2 separate regions of the Rattus norvegicus genome follow, and region 2 is linked to region 1. Evidence: chromatin contacts called from public Hi-C data. All regions are on one chromosome and are shown on one strand. Each heading gives the region's core, a stretch centred on a gene start, on an enhancer-like site or on the middle of the called end of the contact. The rest is flanking DNA. Distances are from core to core; before and after follow the strand shown.

Region 1 (4,781 bases), core at 1,358-3,857:
TACTAGCCCAGTGCTCCATCACAGATCCTGTCCTGGGTTTCATTGGGGGAGGGTTAGAAACATTTGATCAGCAACACTACCCTGACAAAAGTAAATGCACAATTTTCTTCAAGTAGCCAATTATTGTAAAAAAAAAACAAACAAACAAAAAAAAAAACAAAAAAGCAAGCTAACTAGAAGAGATGTCAGTAAGAGAATTCAGACACCACCCCACCCCCATTCACTTTCTTTCTTTCAAAAATCTTTTCAGTAGATCGGTTTTAGCCTGCTGAGGACTAATCTATTCCAAACTTTTTGCTGGCTGGTGCTATGGCCAGTGAGCCAGCCAGCTGGCCGGTTAGCCAGCTCTTTCTAGATTCTCAACACCCTTTTTGCTGTGTCAGCCAGTTTCCAGTGAGCCAATAAGGAGATGTGGAAGCTGTCACGAGAGTGAGAAAAGCAGACGTTAGGTGGAGAGAGGTTGATGACACTTCAGAGAAATAAAATAATAAAACCAAACATCTAACTCAACTTTGGACATTTCTTGACTCAACCATTTGACAACCTTAAATGTGACAGCCTAAATGTCACATTTACTTGGCAGGGCATTGCTTACAGGGACAGGCTGTATGCTGACCGAGAAACTGCTGGGCTGACAGTGTTCAAGGAAGCTGGGGCTACTGTGTCCATCTGGAATACCCAGAAATTCTAGTGCAGGACCAAAAAGTTCATTTGTTGGGAGCCAGAAGGTTAGGAGCCTTATTTCCTAAATAAAATGTTTAATTCATCGTAACTTTTACTGGAAAAGATTATCGCCATGTAATCTGCTGCAGGAAATGTAGTGGTGTCCATTTATCCAAACTTCTGCTCTCCACAGTGTCATTTGTCCATTGTCAGTGGTTAGCCCAAAAAAAATCAAAGAGGTAACTTCAGAAATAAACTCCAGTCCATACATTTTAAACTGTATGCAGTTCTGAGCAGTTTGATGCAATCTCTCTTAGGATATTAGGGTTTGTGTTTACAATTATGCTATATTATTATTGATGTTATTAATTTTTTTGTACATAACTCACAAATTAAACTTTACTACATAAATTAGGTATAACAAGCAAACAGAATGTATAGGTTTTGGTGTTATTCAAAGTTTTTGGTATCCACTAGGGGTCTTAGAAAATATCTCATATAGATATGAGGGACTGTTGTAAAAATGATCTTCCAGGAAAAGAATGCTTCTGCTCTTGGCAAAAATCATCATGTTATAGGTGTTGTAACACACACACACACACACACACACACACACACACACACACACACAAACACACACACTTCCTTTGGGAACATCAGGTGATCTACTACGCTAAAACAGACCAAAGCAAAGCAAACGTAACAATTTTTCCCCCCAAAACAGTGCAGGGCCGAGGATATATAATTACATATTTTAAATAAACTCTGCTTGTCAAACGGAGAGTAAGGGGAAGAAGAGAGGCTTTATCAGGTATTATTTTTTTTTATCAACTCACAAATGGCAAAATTAAAAGTCAAATGAAGGGGTTTCTTGTAAGAAAGTAAACGTGCATCTTGCTTTTCAATCTCCAGGACGATTTTTTTTTTTCTTTGAGAAATGGAAACGGGATGTACATTGCCTGTCTCACAAGGACAAGGTGATTGAAAGAAATAAGATATAGAAAATTTGACATGAATCTTGACCTTTACTGAAGTGCTCTGATTCTGTCCTGGTTCTGCATTTTATTAAAGACGGGAGTCTTGTCAGGTGTGGTGTTGACACCTTCAATTCCAGCACTGGGAGGTGGAGGCAGGGCAGTCTAGACTTCCTTCTCCCGTCCCGGATGAGGACTTAAACGAGGTATTTGGTTCCGGAATCTGAGCCCCCAAGCACTGGACCATGCACGATGCATTAATGAAAACCGTGGGCCGGTGCCCTTAAATGACTCTGAGCCATGGCCATGTACATGAATTTTTATTTGGTATCTGTAGCGACGCCTCGATTTAGGAGAGATTTGCATCTCTACTGTAAATGGACATTACTAGTATATGTTTTGACTTACTGTGATGATTGCCTTCTTTTCCTGTGTGTGTGTGTGGGGGGGATTATTCTGCCTCTTTCCTCTACTCGTTCTGCTTTTAATTTCCAAAGAGCCAGAAACTGGATCAGTGCACATGGCAGAACTGTGTCTAACCTCAGAGTCGGAGGTCATTGCAGGAAACGCGGTCTGTAGCGAAGGGATTTTGACGCGTCTGTGGCAGAATCTTTATTTTTGTCATGTTTTATGTTCGCATCGGTGACCTGTGCCCTTTACATGGCTAGAGAGAGGACTTCTCTTTACACACATCAGAAGAGGGCATTGGATTCTATCACAGACGGTTGTGAGCCACCATGTGGTTGCTGGGAATTGAACTCAGGACCTCTGGAAGAGCAATCAATGCTCTTAACCACTGAGCCATCTCTCCAGCCCCCATGAGAGACGACTTCTCAAGAAACGAGCATATACCCCAATGCATGTCGTCCCTTCCGCTTGCTTCAAAGTGTTTTCATCACCACCCCAATGAAAAGGATGGCCTCATTCCTCAGGCTTCTAGGGAGGGAGCCATCTGAGGTTGGAAGTAAAAGGAGTGACTACAACTTGTACAAAAATAACTCTCCCAGGTGGTTGAGGGACAAAGTTACAACTCAGCTGCTTGATAGCGCTGAGCACTTATATTTTGGAGGAGGAGGAGAACCAGAGAAAAGTAGCCAGAGAGTCTGGGCTGGAGTCCAATACTAAATAGAACAGAAGTTGACAGAAGCATGGCAGATGAATTGTTAAGATTTCCTATTGCTTCATTTATACCACTCGTCCATCCCCCACCCCCAACCCCGCCACACACACACACACACACACACACACACACACACACACACACACACACACCACTCTAAAAAGAGAGGTGCGAGCCATAGATTTTAAAGGGTTTTGGTAAAACTTTAGAATAGAATAGGCTGAGGGGACCGTGGGCTCAGGAGAGGTCTTAGTGGGGCTCACGCCCTGGCTTTTCACCCGTGCTCTTTTAGCACCTCTGTGCGGCGAAGCTGACATGGTTAGATTCGCCACTTTGCCTCCAGTCCTGTGTTGACTGGTTTTGAACTCGCAGTGAAGCTCTGGCCTCAGGAAGCACACATTATTGCAAGCATGATGAAACCACGTCCAGCCCCCAAGCACACGCCCAAGCTCTGCGGTCACTTACGGGCTGGAAAACGCCTATTTCACAAACACAACATTTTATGAATCAAATATTTATAAAGACTTCCCCTGCGCCGCCGTCCCCCTTTTATTGTCTTCAGATCGCTCCGCATTCCAGAGAAAACCCTACTTTTAAAAATAGTTTAATGTCTGGCCAATAATTGAAGTTAGACGTTTAAAATATGGCAATTAGAAGTAGGCTTGCGCTCTTGCTTGGCAAATGTAGTAAATGCTATTCTATTGGAACGAGCTCACTGAGGAACACAGTGAGCTTTTTATTAGCCCCAAACCGGGGAATTACTGTTCCCTGGTGGTAGCACAGACTCATTGCAGGCTACTAACTGGTGGAACAAAGGCTTCCAAATTTAGTCCTGTAATAAATCACCTCTTCATAAGTACTTCCATTAACCTTGCACGCGATTGGTGTTTTGAGACAGGGTCTGGCTATGAGGCACAGGCTGCCTTGAACTTAATAATTCTCTCGTTTCATCCTCCCGTGTGCTGGGATTGCAGGTAGGGACCCCCACATTCTCATATGAAAGCTTGCAGGTAGAGAAAAAGAAACAAAATCTCCAACTGCCTTTCCCCAACAAGGTGGGGTTTGTTTATGTTCAAGTAAGTGATAAGATAGAGGGTAGGACGTTATTTTTTTTAAAGAGGAAATTCCTTCTTATGGAATCACGTGGCGCACAGACTGGGTGCCATGTTTTTTGAAGTGCTCCGTGAGCAGGCAGTGGAGTCTGAATGCTTGTGGTGTATATGCTCAGCTACAGGATGAGGCCCTCAGTAGCTCACCAGTGGAGCAGTTGCCACAGAATAAAGGTAATGACGGACTTATGCTGATTGATTAGTGGATGCTTAGACTCCTGCTGCTATTGTTGGGCCTTGCTGGAGGCCCGGTTAGGAATGTTAGCTTTACTCTGGCTACACGACCCTTACCCTTCAGGGTAGAGATTTGAGTCCACCATCTTTTTTTTTTTTTTTTTTTTTTTTTGGTTCTTTTTTTCGGAGCTGGGGACCGAACCCAGGGCCTTGCGCTTCCTAGGTAAGCACTCTACCACTGAGCTAAATCCCCAGCCCCTTGAGTCCACCATCTTAGAAAAGAGATTGACCTGCTAGGCAGCTGTCGTGCAATTCAGAGTTCAAGTTGGGCCATGCTTTTCAATGTCTTTATTAAGAAATATCAAAAGTTGATTACCCATTCCATACACAGTTGTACAAAGTTCAAGTGAAAGGGTGTGCAGGGGCGCCATCTCTATGTTGGTTTAAAGTCTATGGGAGTTTGTCAAAGGGGCGAGCCACAGCTCCGATTCTACAACAGTGTCTTTCCCCTGTTTCTACTAGATCACAGCAAAATGCCCCGCTACCTGAAAGACCATTGATACATTATAAACTCTTATTTATATACTCATCTTTTTATTTCTTCATCATCTTTCTTCCTCTGAAGAAGCTGACAGCTGCTGATGGGAAGCACAATATTTGGGTCCCGTTTACCGCTGTTTATGTTATTACTTCTTCTTTGGGTGCTCACAAACATTGCATGCTACATGTTACAAATCACAC
Region 2 (4,781 bases), core at 1,110-3,609, 120 kb before region 1:
CGTTCTCTCATAAACACATATTACTTTCACTAAAAATGAATAAATAAATAAGACTTTGCTAGCATTCTTCAGAAATTAGAAGAGATAAACACTATTTCACTTCGAATAACTTATTACTAAACTATATAAAAAAAATTGTAATTCTTGGGAAAGCAAAACACAAGCCTGTAAATGCTTTCTGGCTGAGGGCTGACTGGCCCTCACTTTAAGGCTTCTCTTATGCCAATGCTTCCTTGTTCAGAGTCCTTACCAGAAACACTGATTGGCAATCCCTACACCAGTATTTAAAACTGGGTCTCAGGTTCATTCAGTCTTCATTCTTTGAATGAATGTGTACTGAGAGACTGGTCTTTACAAAGCACAGGAGAAGGCACTGCTTTCTGGCTTATGCGGCAGACTGTTTATTTCTGCCACAGACAGTCAGTATTATAGGAGTGGAATGTACTGAAAGGTTCCTTGAGCAGAGATCAGATAATCCGAACTGGCCCCTGGACTGGCAAGAGTTGACTGCGCGTTAAGCAGTGAGGAACACAAGGCAAGGCGGGAAGCATCAAACCATGTTTAGAATCTCCAAGTCCAATGCCTGGCTATAGAGTTGGAACTAAACCAGAAAACAGGCTCTCAGCAAAGCTCAGGGAAGGAACACATAGCTTGCCATGCAAGTTTATTTATCTCCTACTTGCCCTAGTTTCTTATCAACTCTCAGCACCTCAACAACAAACTGTTATCTGTTTCAGTCAACCCAAATAGAAACATTCTGAAAACCTTAAGGAACTATAAAATTGTTCCTTAGCCACAACTCAGCACTGTGGCTCCAGGCCTGAATCCCAGCCCCCTGAGAAGCTGGTTTAACAGTTTGAGGCCAACTGGATAACAGAAAACACCCATCTCGGAAAGAAAGGAAAGAAAGAGTTTTAAAGCGTGAACAGTGTGGGCTGAAGACACAACCTGGTGATTAAGAGCAGAATGGCCCGCAAGGTAACTCACAACCACCGGAACTCCATTCCAGCGCATCCAATACCTTCTTACGGCCTCCTGGGACACCAGGTGCACTTGCATATGGTACACACAGATACATGCAGGGAAAAAAAAAAACAAAAAACATGTACAGGAAAGGGAAGGAGAAAGGAGGGGAGGAGAGGGGAAGGAAGGGGGAAAATGTCAATTACTGTCACCATTCTGTAATTGGCTACCTGGCAGCCTTTTACAAAACCTGTAATCTGGTCATTCATTATCCTCCTAAAAGTTCTTCAGTGGTGTCCTGCTTTTCTTAAAGAAAAAAAAAGGACAAATCTGTTAAATGTCTTACAGATCTTGCAATGGTCCCTACTTACCCCTTTTATATGTGTATGGTAATTTTTTTTTAACAGGGGTTGTGATCGCTGCAAACAGGGTCTCAAACTGAAATTCTCTTGCTTCTACCCCCGAACGCTGCGATTAAAGTTGTGCAATACCACTTCCAGCTTGGGTTTTTGTTTTTTAAAAGATAACGATCTTCCACCACTATCTCATGTTGTTTCTTCTGGAAACGTCATATTCTACTCTGCATTTGCCTTAGTTGCTTACTACTCATCCTAAATCTGTTTTTACTTTCACAGACCTGTGTATTAGAAAACTCATCTTGATTTACATTATGCATCCTTGGTCTGGCTGTTTGACTGTCTCCCCCAACAGAAAATAAATTCCGTAAGATCGTTGGCATTGCAATTCCCATGTCTGGGCCTTACCAGGCATTGAACTGACACTTTGTGAAAGAATGGGGTATTTACTAGTCTTCACCAACTTCGTGGTAGGTCTCCTGCTGGTGCCTCATTTGGTTCTGCTGGCATGGCACGTGGGTTTATTACATAGACCTACTAGTAGACTACAACAATTGCCAACAGCCTAAATGGTCCTCGAACGTTGCCAAGCAATGTCCACTTGGCTTCCCAGAAACCCTGCAATCGACTGCACCGAGAATGGCGAGAGGCAGAGGCTGGCAGTGAGCCGAGGTACTAGCTCTGCAAGGAGATTTTGGGATGTTAAAGTTTTAACTCTGAAGTATTCCTCAATCTGTAATCTCCTTTCTGTTTCTGCTGTGGCAAAGAGAGATGCAGACCCACGCAAACCCAAACAGATCCAAGCCTGCACCCACCTCCCGCAGCAGCTTTAGGTCCCCGCGCTGGATCTCGTACACCTGGATAACGCCGGTGCCCCGGGCGAAGTTGCCCATCGTCACGAATTTGGCACTGCAGGGCACCCATTTGCAGTCGAACACTGTATAGTTGAGGCCCTTTTGAATATGGACAATGATCTGAGGCTTCTCGAAGGTGGACATGGTGCAGAAGCAGCCAAACGCTAACCTGGTAACCAAACTGCAAACATCTCAGGGGCAGTTTGTCCCTCCCTAGCCGCACTCAACCCGGACGCCTTAGCAAGCTGGGCTTGGCTGCCTCCGAAAATGCCGGGTGAGCTGCTGAGACCGCACCAGATACTTCTCCACACACGGCACAAGCTGATTTACCGCCTTTACCACAACGTTTTCACATAGACACATTAGAGAATGTGAATGCTTTGGCTGCGAGCGCGAGACGGCACGGAGACATTAGCAAACAGGCATATTCTAGGGCAGCCATTCCGAACCGCGGACCAATCCTGCCCTAGGCCCCCCGCATGGACCCCGCCTCGGAAAAGGGGCGGAGCCTTCAAATTGATTGGTGGAGGCTGGCGCATGCGCGGCACAACCTCGCACGTGTTCCAGTGGTTGCACTTATCCGGGTTGAACATGGCCGAGATGGAGACGCAAAACACCGGGACGGAGGACGGCTTTACTCCCGTCACGCACAGAGGGGGCCGCCGGGCGAAGAAGCGACAGGCTGAGCAATCGTCAGCGGCGGGACAGGATGGAGACGCTGGACGCATGGACACGGAGGAGGCGCGGCCGGCGAAGAGGCCGGTCTTCCCGCCGCTCTCGGGAGATCAGCTCCTGGTGGGGATCCGGATGGGACGGGGCGGGGCCCAGGCAGACGAAAGGGTCTATTCTCGGTTTTCACCTTTCCAGCCCGCATCTCTCCACTCGCCTTCTGAGTGTGTGTTTGTTTTTATTGCAGACTGGGAAAGAAGAAACGAGAAAAATTCCCGTCCCAGCTAACAGATACACACCATTAAAAGAAAACTGGATGAAGATATTTACCCCGATTGTTGAACATTTAGGACTTCAGATACGCTTTAACCTGAAATCAAGGAATGTAGAAATAAGGGTAAGGAAAAGGGCTTATCCTTTTTAACCTACCGAATTTTCCCCTTCAAAACTAAAATAAATGAGTGCATTTTTTTCCTTCGTAGAGTTATTCTGTTAAGCGTCCCCCAACCCCCGTTTTACTATAGTGAATTTCAAATTAACTAAATACCCTCAAAACTACATTCAAAACAGGTGTTGACTGCATTCCTAAATCGCTTGTAAGATCACTCCTGAATATTGTGTATCCTTTTGAGTGTCTTCTCTGTGTTGACTTGATAAAAGTAGAGAATGGTCCACGGATGTACATCAGTAAGGGGTTAACTGCAGGTACCTACTTCAGTGTAAGTGCTCTTTTTGGAGCAAACGTGTGTCACAGGGAAAATGTAAATTAAGTCTCTTTTTTTCTTCAGTAGATCTGTGTCAATACGAAATTAATTTTCCCATATCATAATGCTTCTAATATGATATTCTAGGATCCTCAGCGTTTCTAAGGGATAGAAGCCAGACACTTGGCTAAGCCTGCCTTTCAAGTAGGAGATCCAGTTGTGCGTCCCCCCCCCCGCCCCCCCCATTTTTTTTTCTGCCAGTATCTTTGGTGGCTTTGCTCTCTGGAGAAGGCCACTTTCTCAGCTGTCTTCTTCAGGTCCAGTCAGCTTTCAAGATCTAACTCAAGCTCTCTTTAGAAGTTTATCCATTTCTATTGTACTTAGCTGCCTTGTTTATTGCAGGCTCATTAGTTTGTATTCTTAGTATTTGCTAATACCGATTTGCTGATACCGTACATCAGACGCACAGAGGTAGCTTGACCTATACCACATCATTTGATCCTTAAGGTATGACATGGGTGATAGACATCCATACCAGAGGATTAGGAAGAGAAGGTTAAGAAATTTACTGCCTTAGCCAGAGTTATCAAGCTAATTGCATCCTAGTGCTAGAAGGGACCATTCATGATCTTCTACTCTGACATATTTTATAGGTGAAAAAACTTAAATCCTACATATTTATGGGATTTGCCAAGAGTGAGAACCAGAGTCTCGGCTTTGTTGTTGTTTTCTCTTTGTTTTTCTCTTGAGATTTCACTCTGTAGAGAGATCTGAAGGGTGTGGGGACTGAAGGCGTGTGCTGCCATGTCCTGCTGGGGACTTTTTGGGTGTGAAAATCTGAACACAGTCCTCTATGCTTCTAAACTTGCCAAGTGTGTAGTCTCTTCAAATGATTGTGAATCTGTGTGCAAGACCCAAAGTAGTATTTTGGAAGTTAGATTTGTGCTTTTAGTTCCTTAATTTCCTCATTCGTGTTTGCGTTATATAACACTCAAGGCTGTCAAGGTGATGCTTAGAGCTAGATGTGAGTGGCATATTATTTACAGTGGTGGGCATCCTAGGATAACAGTAATTTCTGCAGCTCAAGTAAGCACTTGTGAACAGGATTCCTACTCAAGCTGTTCTTGATTTCCTCAGAACCAGGCATGCAAAGAGTCAGAACTAGACTTGTTGGTTTGGGAAACAACAGCATATAAATAGTCCTTTCCAGCAGAACGTGTCAGGACTCTTGGAGA

The links. Hi-C and Micro-C count contacts between places; a contact is called where the count stands out from the background.
Region 2: a Hi-C map of psoas muscle shows a contact between it and region 1, with 2.2 times the contacts expected there. The contact joins the promoter of Dnaaf10 here to the enhancer-like site in region 1.

Annotation. Positions count from the first base shown.
Region 1 is chr14:95,693,962-95,698,742 of GRCr8, reverse strand. Cnrip1 (cannabinoid receptor interacting protein 1) reads right to left here. Exons shown (of 3, transcript NM_001014232.2): 3 at 4,371-4,781. Among named protein-coding and RNA genes, the nearest start is that of Cnrip1, 32 kb to the right of the region's middle. Within about 2 kb of position 2,607, at least 8 of the 93 cell types and tissues checked have an H3K27ac peak or open chromatin away from gene starts, as enhancers often do.
Region 2 is chr14:95,817,850-95,822,630 of GRCr8, reverse strand. Dnaaf10 (dynein axonemal assembly factor 10) reads right to left here and starts at 2,359. Exons shown (of 8, transcript NM_001127559.2): 1 at 2,135-2,359. The coding sequence starts at 2,317. Pno1 (partner of NOB1 homolog) reads left to right here and starts at 2,728. Exons shown (of 7, transcript NM_199083.2): 1 at 2,728-2,968; 2 at 3,090-3,239. The coding sequence starts at 2,765.